2 separate regions of the Zea mays genome follow, and region 2 is linked to region 1. A link is a contact called in public Hi-C data. All regions are on one chromosome and are shown on one strand. Each heading gives the region's core, a stretch centred on a gene start, on an enhancer-like site or on the middle of the called end of the contact. The rest is flanking DNA. Distances are from core to core; before and after follow the strand shown.

Region 1 (5,061 bases), core at 1,503-4,002:
TAAAGCATGAGGGTCTGTCGTTTATAGGCCAGATCTGTACTCGTGCTTTGATCCCTAACAACCTTTACACAAGGATCCACCCTCCATAGACGAGTCCATCTCATGGGCACACAATGAGAGGAACCAGTGAGTGATCTTTTTTAACCTCATCCTGAAATTCGCTCCCACTAGGATCCGAACTCAGAACCTGAGGAGTGCTACTCAGACCACATAACCAACTCAGCTAGAGACCCTTTCCCAGCAAAAGTGCACTATAATTTAGGACGGAGAGTATTATATATGATGATCTAGATTGAAAATGGTATTTCTGGTAAAGCCCTGGTCATGGAGGGGCATAATTCAGATATATTTATTCCATTTATATGACTTGGTGGAATTGTGAAACCTACCAGCTTTTGTCAGATAACTGTATTTGCAAAAGTAATCAAAGCTGTTGACTTTACAAATATCTTACCCATGTTAGAAAAATTCAAGAAGAAAGTTAAAATTAATGACATGATTATATTGGAAGCAAAGCAAGAACAACTATATAGTAAAACATAAGAAGAACGAAAGTTGGTGGACACATAAAAATAAATAACAGATCCAACAAATACATGAACTTAGCATATATCCTGTTGTTATTTGTAAACTTAGTGCATGGAAAATAAACAAAGGCCATGTATTAAGTTGATATACCTTGGAGAGAAATTCTTCCTTTGTTAATTTGTAGTTACTCTCTGCATGGTTCTTTGCAACTGCACGTTCTTCAGCCCAGAAGATGTACCATTTAGACCAATCAAGGGTCTTGTTGTATGGTGCTTCACAGAGCTTCCTTTACAAGAAAAAAAAAAACAGTTCGAACATCAGATGGAGATACAAGAGCTGCAGACTTATTGGAAGATGGAGACAGCATTACCGCATATGTCTAACAAGAGGACCTCCAGAAAGGGCAATAGCAAAGCATCCTCTTTCCTTAACTGAAATTTCTGAAGCTTGTGAAATAAACTCTGCCAGATCTGTTGCCATCTCGTCTGAACTCTCAAATACCCTAATTTCGCAATTCTGCTTTGTTTCATAGGAGGCCATGATTTCACTCTCCATGGTTTTGTTCCAACTTCCAATAGAACACGCCTATGGTTTAGCGGGGGATTCCAGAAGGCCAAGTCCTACCGACATTTCAATTTTCAAATATCTTAAAATGAAGAATCTGCCAAAATATGGAATAAACAAGACATGCATTATGGATCTACTAACTCAAGCTACGTTTCATCTGGAAGCAAAGTGTTCTTATATCTGGCTACATTGGTTAACAACAAAATCTAGTTCTACCATTTTTAGCGCAAGTGCCAGTAAAGAGAAGACAAACATAGTTAAGCTGTCAAATTTCAGGTTTGACGATTTCAAAGATGTTTGGCTGCGAAAACTGCTTAATTATGACCATCTATGCTCATTTTCAAAAAAAAATATGCAGGGGACAGTACTTTGTATCTGAAAACTCAAACTTCCAATATGTTGTAGAAATATCTCAAACAAAATTCACACCTCAATTCTGTAGAATGAACAACAATACAGCCTGGGTGGAGACTAAGGCAAGTACAACTCATAGTCATACCACTAAAAAAAGCAGATCAGGCTGCTTAAAGTCCAGATATGGGGAAAACCTTTAAATACTCAAGGATATAAGAAACAAGAAGGCAGATCTAGTAATATAAAAAAAATGTACTCTCTTCTGAGCAAGTAGAATGTTAAAGAAAAAGGAATCTTCTTTATCGTTTAACTCATGCCAGTGAAGGTGAAAAGCAGAGCAGGACCGGAATGGAAAGGCAGGGAGCCAAGGGAAAGGGAAGCTGACAGTGCAAGGCTGCAAGCCTGCAAGCTCTAGCAGCCGGCCATCATTTGCGCCAAAACCAATTCAAAGATTACAAACTTTTCGTTCTCGGAATCACAGCAAAAGCATCCAAATTCCAAAGGGGCAGGGCCCAAAAGCTGAGAACCCGTGAGCAAAGAAAATTCCATCCACTTTAGCACTGGCACAGTACATGTGGCATGGAAACAAAACAACGAAGGTAAAATGAGAAACGCTGGGCCTGCAATCGCCATCGCTTCAAAGAGAAGAATGAGCACAGACGGATGAAACGATCGAGCTGACACAACACGGACGAGTTGAAATCTCCAGCACAGCGTTCCCCAAACAAAGAAACCTTCAATCGATAAGTAAACATACACTGATCAACCAGCATTATCTCCAACCCCCCAGCAGTTTAACCACAAAGTCTAGGAAACAATGCAGCAGCAGGCAAGAACGCAATTGTGAGTATTTCTTGGTTCTTCCGCCCAGATCAAGAAGCAGTTCGAAGATCACAGCTAGAGACGAAAAGAACCCCAAGAACCCTACCTGTGCTAAGCATTTGCCTCCCCGGCGCAGCCAGGCCCGCAGGAGAACAGAGCGGAGCAGAATAAAAGGAAAACAGGGGGGCAGAACAAGACAGCAGGCATCAGTGCCCTTTATTTTATAAATGCGCTCGCGGGAGTAGGGTGGGTTTGGACATAATTTTACATGGAGAGAAGAAGAAAGAATTGGAGAGAGGCAGCAGGTGACATCAGGGAGTGCAAGAGGACGAACCTTATTTTTAATCCGGAGTTTCGCAGCGGATTTCTTGTAGTTTTCATGTGCCGTCTGCGTCTCTCCCTAGCAGGCTGTGGCTGCTCCCTGCCTGCCTGACCCTGGGGAGTGGGAGTAAAGAAGGAACTCTAGGCTGGGGGTCCTACCTGCCGCTGCACCCGTACGTGCGGGTGCGCTGATCCTTATCCCCCCACTCATCACAGGGCACAGGATTCTCTAGAAGGAGCTCCTCATCTCGCCTCGCTGGACTGCGATGGATGGCTGAACGCTGCACTTGATTTCCAAGTGTCATTCAGAATACTATTGTCGTAGTATTTCTGTAGGGTTTGTGAAACAAACAGTACGAACTTTAACAGGAGTTCTGTAAAGAACCAGTTCCTATTTCTGTAGGGGTTGGGAAATTAAAAGGATTGCGTGTTCAAAAGATTTTGCGGGATTTTGGTAGAAAAGAACTGCATGTTCCGAAAAAAAAAACATAGTCCGGTCAGATTGAATAAACAAAAGTAGGTATAAATTGTTAAATTGGACATAAGTTACCCATTAGTTTATATTAGCAAAATTTAGATAACAAAAAAGGACTCTATAACGGCACAAAGCCAAATCCATACAGATTTTTTTAGCCCTACATTTGATCAAAAAAAGACTAAAGGGGGGTGTTTGGTTCTAGCGACTAAAGTTTAGTTTGTGCCACGTCAGATGTTTGAATACCTATTACGACTTTACGAGTATTAAATATAGTGTAATTATAAAACTAATTAATTACACAGCTAAAGACTATATCCACAATGCTTCTCAAGTGACTAGGAATGAGAAAACTCTCACAATGCTTGGATCACTCTCTAATCAAGGATTGACCTTTGTCTAATCAAACACTCAAAAAGAGGGAGGAGAGTGCCCACATGATATCTTGTCGTGGGTGAGGAATGGGGTGCACCAATAGCCTTGGAAGTGGAAGTGTATTTAGCCACCAAGCTCAGCTAGCCATTTGAGTTAGCACAACAAACTTGGTCTAGCCAAGATTGGAAGTTGGCTTGGCCATATTTCCAAAACCAACCTAGCCATCCCCTAGGCCCGTACTAGCTAGCATACCGGCTTGGTTGGCTTGCCAACCCAACCTGGGCAACATATCGGCTTTGTTGGCTTGCCAACCCAACCTGAACAACATATCGGCTTGAGAGTTTGTTCCATTCTCACCCTTTCTTCTTTCGGACCCTTAGGTTTCTCTGTAGGTTTTCTTGAGCATCTTCATTTGTCTCACACTTTAGTGAAGCAAAACTCTTGATAGTGTGGCAAAACTTCACTTAAATAAACAATAAGATTTGAACTTCCAATTTGAGCTTTTCTTCGATTCAAACTTGATTGCCACTTTGATCATTGCATGGTTGAGCGTATTCATCACTTCAACTTCTTGAGCTTGTTCATCTTGAGCAAGTGGATTATGCCGAAGGCTTCAAGTCACTTTGAACATTTGATTTGATCTTCGACATGAACAACCATCACTTGAATAGTGCCTCAACTAGGATCATCAGCCACCAAGTTGTTGCTCGTCCTTCACCCTTCGTTTAGTACCTCAAAATGATATTCTTGCTAACTTCATTGTCTCAATGCTTCAAAGCATGCTTTGACTATCATTGGTTGCCTTGTGCTTAAACTGGATTGTTTTTATTGAACTCCACAAGTTTGACAACTAGTTATTGTAAACAACCATAAACCATATATATATACTCTATTTGTCACCTAAGGTGATGAACTAATCGGCGCATCAAATGTAGCTACAGTCCAACCGAATTAATTAACCAGCTAGAACGAATTTGATTAACCCGTTTACTGATTTGTACACATAGATTCTATCGGGGTGCCAGTTTCAGTCATTCTGCTAGCAATTTCAATCATCATGTTACATTTTCAATCATTCCATTACAATTTTAGTCATTTCACTATAGTTTCAATTGTTCCATTACAGTCTCATCCATTCACTAATTCAGTCATTCCATTATAGTTCCAGTCATTATATTACAATTTCAATAATTCTATTACAATTTTCATTATAGTTTCAGTCATTCCATTACCATTACAGTCTCAGTCATTCACTCATTCGACCATTCTGTTTTAGTTTCTGATATTCTGTTTTAGTCATTATGTTATAGTTTTAGTTATTCTGTTTTAGTTACAGTCATTCCGTTATTTCAATCATTATGTTACCGTTACAGGTCCGGTCGTCCGGTCGAAGCTCGGGATCGCATGGAGTGGTTGTAGTGTGTGAGTTGATCTAGTGTAGCGGACAACACCCACGGTTGGAGCGTGGGGCACATGCATCAAGTGGATTAGAACGTGCGAGGCTGATCTGGTACAAGCAATTAGTGCATCGGGGGATTGCTTGGGTTGACCAGGTGATGAACCTTCAGCCTAAGTGATGAATAGAACTGACCCAGGGGCGAAACTACATTGCACCGAGT
Region 2 (5,221 bases), core at 31-2,530, 93 kb after region 1:
TCGCAAAAACACTCTAGAACACGGATTAATCTTTTTGGTGCTGCGCGCTCAACTGCAGCGTTTTCTTCTCTCTACTATTCTGAAGAACGAGAACACGAAAAACAATTACAGGTACTGCTCGCTCGACGTGTGTGTGTTCATGACGCATCCATCCCCACGTCCACGCGAAACGGCTGGCTAAATGTGCGAGCTAATCACGCACCCACTACTCCTAGATGGAGACTGCATTCTGCATATGCATTTCTCGAGATAAGAAGTGATAGGAGAGTAAAATATTTTGTTTTTCATAATCTGTTCAGGTAGAGTTTTCTGAAAATCACATTTGTTATTTTTCCATTATATCCCTTACTGATCTAGCAAATTGCCGTGTAATATAAGAGTAAAGTGCCCCCCCCCCCCCCCCCCCCCAAAAAAAATATTTTTGATATTTGCACCCCCGTCCCCCAACCCAAACTGAAGTTTTGGCTTTCAGCTTCAAAACGAGTAATGTGAGCAAGGATGAACAATGTTGAGTCAATGAGTCACATACTTATCATCAGTTGTTTTCAACTCAGTCCACGCTACAAAAATTCAAAGTAAGAAAAGAACACAAGGTTACCAGAAAAATGGTCCTGCCTTAGCATTGTGGCGCAGTTTTCTGAGCGTTCACCTAGCGCAAGAAACATAACTTCATATGGGAACAGTGAGCTCTACCAATAACAGGAATTCGATACAAACTTTTACTCCCCACATTCTAAATTATAAGTCATTGCAGCTTTCTAAGAGAGTCAAAACATCTTAAGTTTGGACAAAACTATAGAGAGAATTTCAATACCCTATAACATCAAAATAGACATATTATAAACGATAATTAACGAAGAATCTAATGCTACTTATTTGGTATCTTAGATATCATTATTCAATTATATAATTTTGTTAAATTTGATTTGCTTTGACTCACATTGTTTTTATTATATAAATCTGGTACCGTAATTCATGAAAGCAATCTGTCGAACACGCTGTGGGCGGCACGTCGCACTCCTCTGGCCACCACACGAGCAGGGGTTGCTCAGGACGCGCGCCCTCGTGGCCGACGTCGCTGCGTCTCAATCTCATCCGTCGATGTCGTCCCCTCGGTCGCACCCAGTCCATCCACGTCGGCCTCCGCGGCGTGCCCGGCCATGGCCAACTCCGGTCACTCACGTCACGCGGGGCGAGCGGCGGGCGCGGGCAGCCAGGCCGGCACAGGGGCGCGCCAGCACGTGAAAATCCAGGACCGCCGGCTTGCGGTGGGTTGTGTACCGTGGCACTGGGCCGTCTTCTTAATGAGCCTGTATTCCGGCCCAAGTCTGGTTCCTGATTTGATCCGCGTGTTGCTGATTGAATTCACATTTCTGGCACAGCTCCAACGGTAGCGCTACTCAATCATCTGCTGAAAAAAAAACACAATGCACGAGTAAAGCCTGATGAACACTAGTTACATGACGTCTAATCGTATTGGTGCTGAAATCCTTTCGTCTGATCTACTCGCAGGTTCAGTCCGACTCTTTAAGCGTCCGTTCGGCAAACCTAGATCAAAGCCAGGCCAGAAAGCCTAGGATCGAGTGGAACACTCATTCTTGGTCAGGAATCGATCTACCTGAGAGGACATTTGGATTTGTTCTAGGTGGAGAAGTGAGAATGGGGAGTCAAAATCAGATGGATTTGTTCTTAATCTGGATCAAAACGAACAACTAGATCCGGGTCAAAATCAGATGAATTTGTTCAACCTAGAAGGAGGCTGGAAACATGCCAATCCGGCAGATGCGAACGCACCCTAAATCAGTTTTCTTACCTGGTGGAACAGACATGAGAGAGACGCATGGCATGTACCGGGGTCATCCTGTAATCGTTGGTGTGCCTGGATCCACTGTCTGCTCGCCACATCAAAACCTGTCATCTTGATTCATGGATGTCTCGAGCCCTGGTTCTCATGCAAAAAGGTATTGAGGTAGGGAGACCCTATCTCTTCCTACCTCTTCCTCCTTGTCGCTGACACCCTTCAAGCAATCCTCGGACATAATGGTGCAGTCCTCCAACCCTTGATCGCTAGACAAACCGGGCATGTCATCCGTTATGCAGATGACACGCTAATTGTTATAAAAGCATCAATCCATGGAGGAGGTCAGCCAGGACCTACAAAGGAACACACATACTTGCACACGGACGACGAGACTAGAAGACCCGGACGTAGGAACCAAGGTGCGAGCCACCGCGATGTCCAAGGCTTAGCATAGAACTCTAGTCTCGTAGTCTTTAGGTCTAGCCACACATAAGAGACTTGGAAGATCCTCCATCTCTCACCCGCTTGTAACCCCTAAAGCAACAAGGTGTTCATAGCGTGAGCTGTCGAAGACTGGATGTAGGGACATTCTACCAGAACTAGTATAAATCTTGCGCCCACCAAGCACACCATCCAGACCACAGAACGTGCGCACACAAATTTACTTGTCGGAGCTGGCTCTTAACACCGACATCTAGTGAGTTGAGACTCATTCATATTAGCTCTAGGCATCCAAGTGCGAAAAGAATCACTTAATGATTAGCGGCTGCTCTATGAAGTACTAGGTTAGTTAGGCCACCTCTTATATCACTTGCTCAAGGTTTAGGCCGAGTGTTTGAATTAGTTTAGAATATCTCTTATTCCTTGGTGTTTGCACACACCATTGTAATTGTACTGGAGGGACTCGTAGTTTTCCGATATCACACTAATTATGCGTGTGGTGTGGTTGCCATCGTGTACTAGAGGGAACGAAGCTCATGATATTTCGATCAGAAACTCAATAATGAAGATGGCAGGGGCTGACCTGGGAGAGGTTGTTCTGAATGCCCACTTGCGTGTGGGGGAAGGTTTAGAATTATCCAAGGAGCCACCTAGCCAGGAGTTTGATGCTCTCATGGGCATCCTTACGAGGGGCTCCAACGAGAACTAAGAGGAAGCATACATGCTTCTTGATACCACCTCATGCACAAGATCTATAACAAAATAATGTACCTTGTTGTTGAGGAGACTCTTGTGTGTTTCATTATTTTGTTAACAAACTAAGGGGAAGGCGTGCATGAGATCTATAACAAAATAATGTACCTTCTCTATACCTCATTAACAAAATAATGTACATCGTTAACAAACTAAGGGGAAGGCGTGCACGAGGTGGTGTACCTGGCCATGTGAGGCCGCATGGTGAAATGCATATCATCCAATGATTGAAGGTGAAACCGGAACCCTAGTTTGATACCATGAATGACCAACTAACTGTATTGCTAGACCTAAAGGGATAAATATATAATGTTAGAATGTAAAGAAGCCCTTCAAATAGAAAAAAAATGCACATGCATCTTGACGATATCTATAGTCCTTTAAGGGTCGGATTTCATACGAACAAGTTTAAATCTTGCATTCATGTAGAATTCAAGATAAGCTCCCAATTTTAGCGACAAATACGATCTAGAGAGGTGGAACTAAAACTAATTCTCATGTCAAAGCCTTTTTAAAAGCAAACCACACCATTCATTAAACAATTACATATATCTTGGATAAACTAAGTTGAGAACTAAACATGAAAAGGAAGAGAGGAAAGACAATATCTAACCATCTTAATCAACCTCATTTCAGAAAATAAAGACAACAATCTAGATACTCTTCTCGCTAACACATGGTGAAACTCTAAACCCAAAAAGTGGCTAAAATTGAGTAAGAAAAAACCAAAAATGTCAAGAGAAATATAAACCAACCTTTCTTAGCAACTAATAAACACTAAAATTTAATCACCGAATCTATCTTTCTCTCTCCATACAAACACACCATCCATTAAATAACTAAATATATCTTGGATAAACTAAATTTTAAACTAAACATGAAAAGGGAAAGAGGAGAGACAATATCTAACAGTCTTAAGCAACGTAACCTCATTTGAGGAAATAGAGACAATAACCTAGCTACTCTTCTCTCCACACATGGTGAAACCCTAGATTCAAAATATGGCTAAAATTAGGGAAGAATGAACAAAAATTGACAAGAGAAATATAAACCAACCTTTCTTAACAACTTTCTTAAAAAATAAAGATCAAAATCACTACGCTTATATTTTGTGAAATCTGGACCTCCAAACTGGCTTCCAATATTGGAAGGTGGATGCGAGAAACAGTACTAATCGAGGAGAAAGAAGGATTTTTTATACTAGAACCATCACAGACGATTGGTGTAAGAAATCGTCAGTGTGAACACATTTTCTCTGGTGGTTCACCTAAAAAACGTCAATGCAAATAGTGTCTTTCCACTAGCTATTTTTTAAGTGAACCATCGGTGAAAATATGTTCGCGCTGGTGGTTTCTTATGCCAATCGCTAGTGGAAATGGATTGTTTGCACCGGAGGTTTTATTAAGCGAACCGTTAGTGCAAATATGTTTTAACTGGCAGTTCTTGAATCGGGACCACCAATTTTTTTCACTGGCGCGCGATAACTGAAACCGTCTATAGAAATTTTGTAGACACCGCAGACATATAGAGCCATTTTGTTCTAGTGATTATGCCGAGCCATTTTGTACTAGTGATTATCCCAGAAAGCTAGCCAAGCAAAGCCTTAGAACACTCCACTGTCCTTTCAGCTTGTACCACAAAAAAGATCTTGCCTTTGCGTCGATCGGCCAGCATATATATATCTGCTAAATCTACATATTCTGCCGCATGATTGACCGCATCATTCATTCAGAAGGCGATGAGATAACGACGTGCACAGACTCCAGGCCTCCACCCACACCACATCACCAGCTGCCTCACCCCCTTTCGATCGATCATGCGCTTCACACACGGCGACTGCATGCTGATGAAGCCTGCTGAAGCGATCAAAAGGTCGACCAGGTAGCGGCGCGCGGCAACAACTGCGTGGCGCAGCTGATGACCGTGCCGCGCGGCGCCGTGCATCAGGTCACACGAGGCGAACCAATCATGAGAGATGAGCCTCCAATGCATGCACCCGTAGTGCCTCATATCATAGGTGACACGAGCTAGTGACATGTGATGAGCCGTGAGCTTGCCGCTCACCGTTAGTTTATGCCCGATAGATGGCGCCTTTCCACCTAATGCCTCTAATTAAAAGCGAGGCATGCGAGAGATCGCCATCGCCTGCAGGATTTGCACACAGCCATGGACGATATGATGCTAGCTATAGCTACCATCAGGAGGAGAGAGATTCTGTAAGCAGTT

What was found. Hi-C and Micro-C count contacts between places; a contact is called where the count stands out from the background.
Region 2: a Hi-C map of leaf shows a contact between it and region 1, with 8 times the contacts expected there. The contact joins the enhancer-like site here to the promoter of LOC100282975 in region 1. A contact is called at or near these places in 14 of 25 Hi-C or Micro-C datasets (bundle sheath, ear, leaf and 3 more) and 1 of 3 datasets of contacts at active chromatin or transcription factors (leaf).

What each region holds. Positions count from the first base shown.
Region 1 is chr1:73,895,711-73,900,771 of Zm-B73-REFERENCE-NAM-5.0, forward strand. It overlaps LOC100282975, which reads right to left and starts at 2,753. Exons shown (of 4, transcript NM_001412253.1): 1 at 2,606-2,753; 2 at 899-1,148; 3 at 679-814. The coding sequence starts at 1,083.
Region 2 is chr1:73,989,756-73,994,976 of Zm-B73-REFERENCE-NAM-5.0, forward strand. No RefSeq gene overlaps it. Among protein-coding and RNA genes, the nearest start is that of LOC103636404, 33 kb to the right of the region's middle. Within about 2 kb of position 1,281, at least 18 of the 20 cell types and tissues checked have an H3K27ac peak or open chromatin away from gene starts, as enhancers often do. A contact at or near this core is called in bundle sheath, ear, leaf and 2 more, where this site is marked.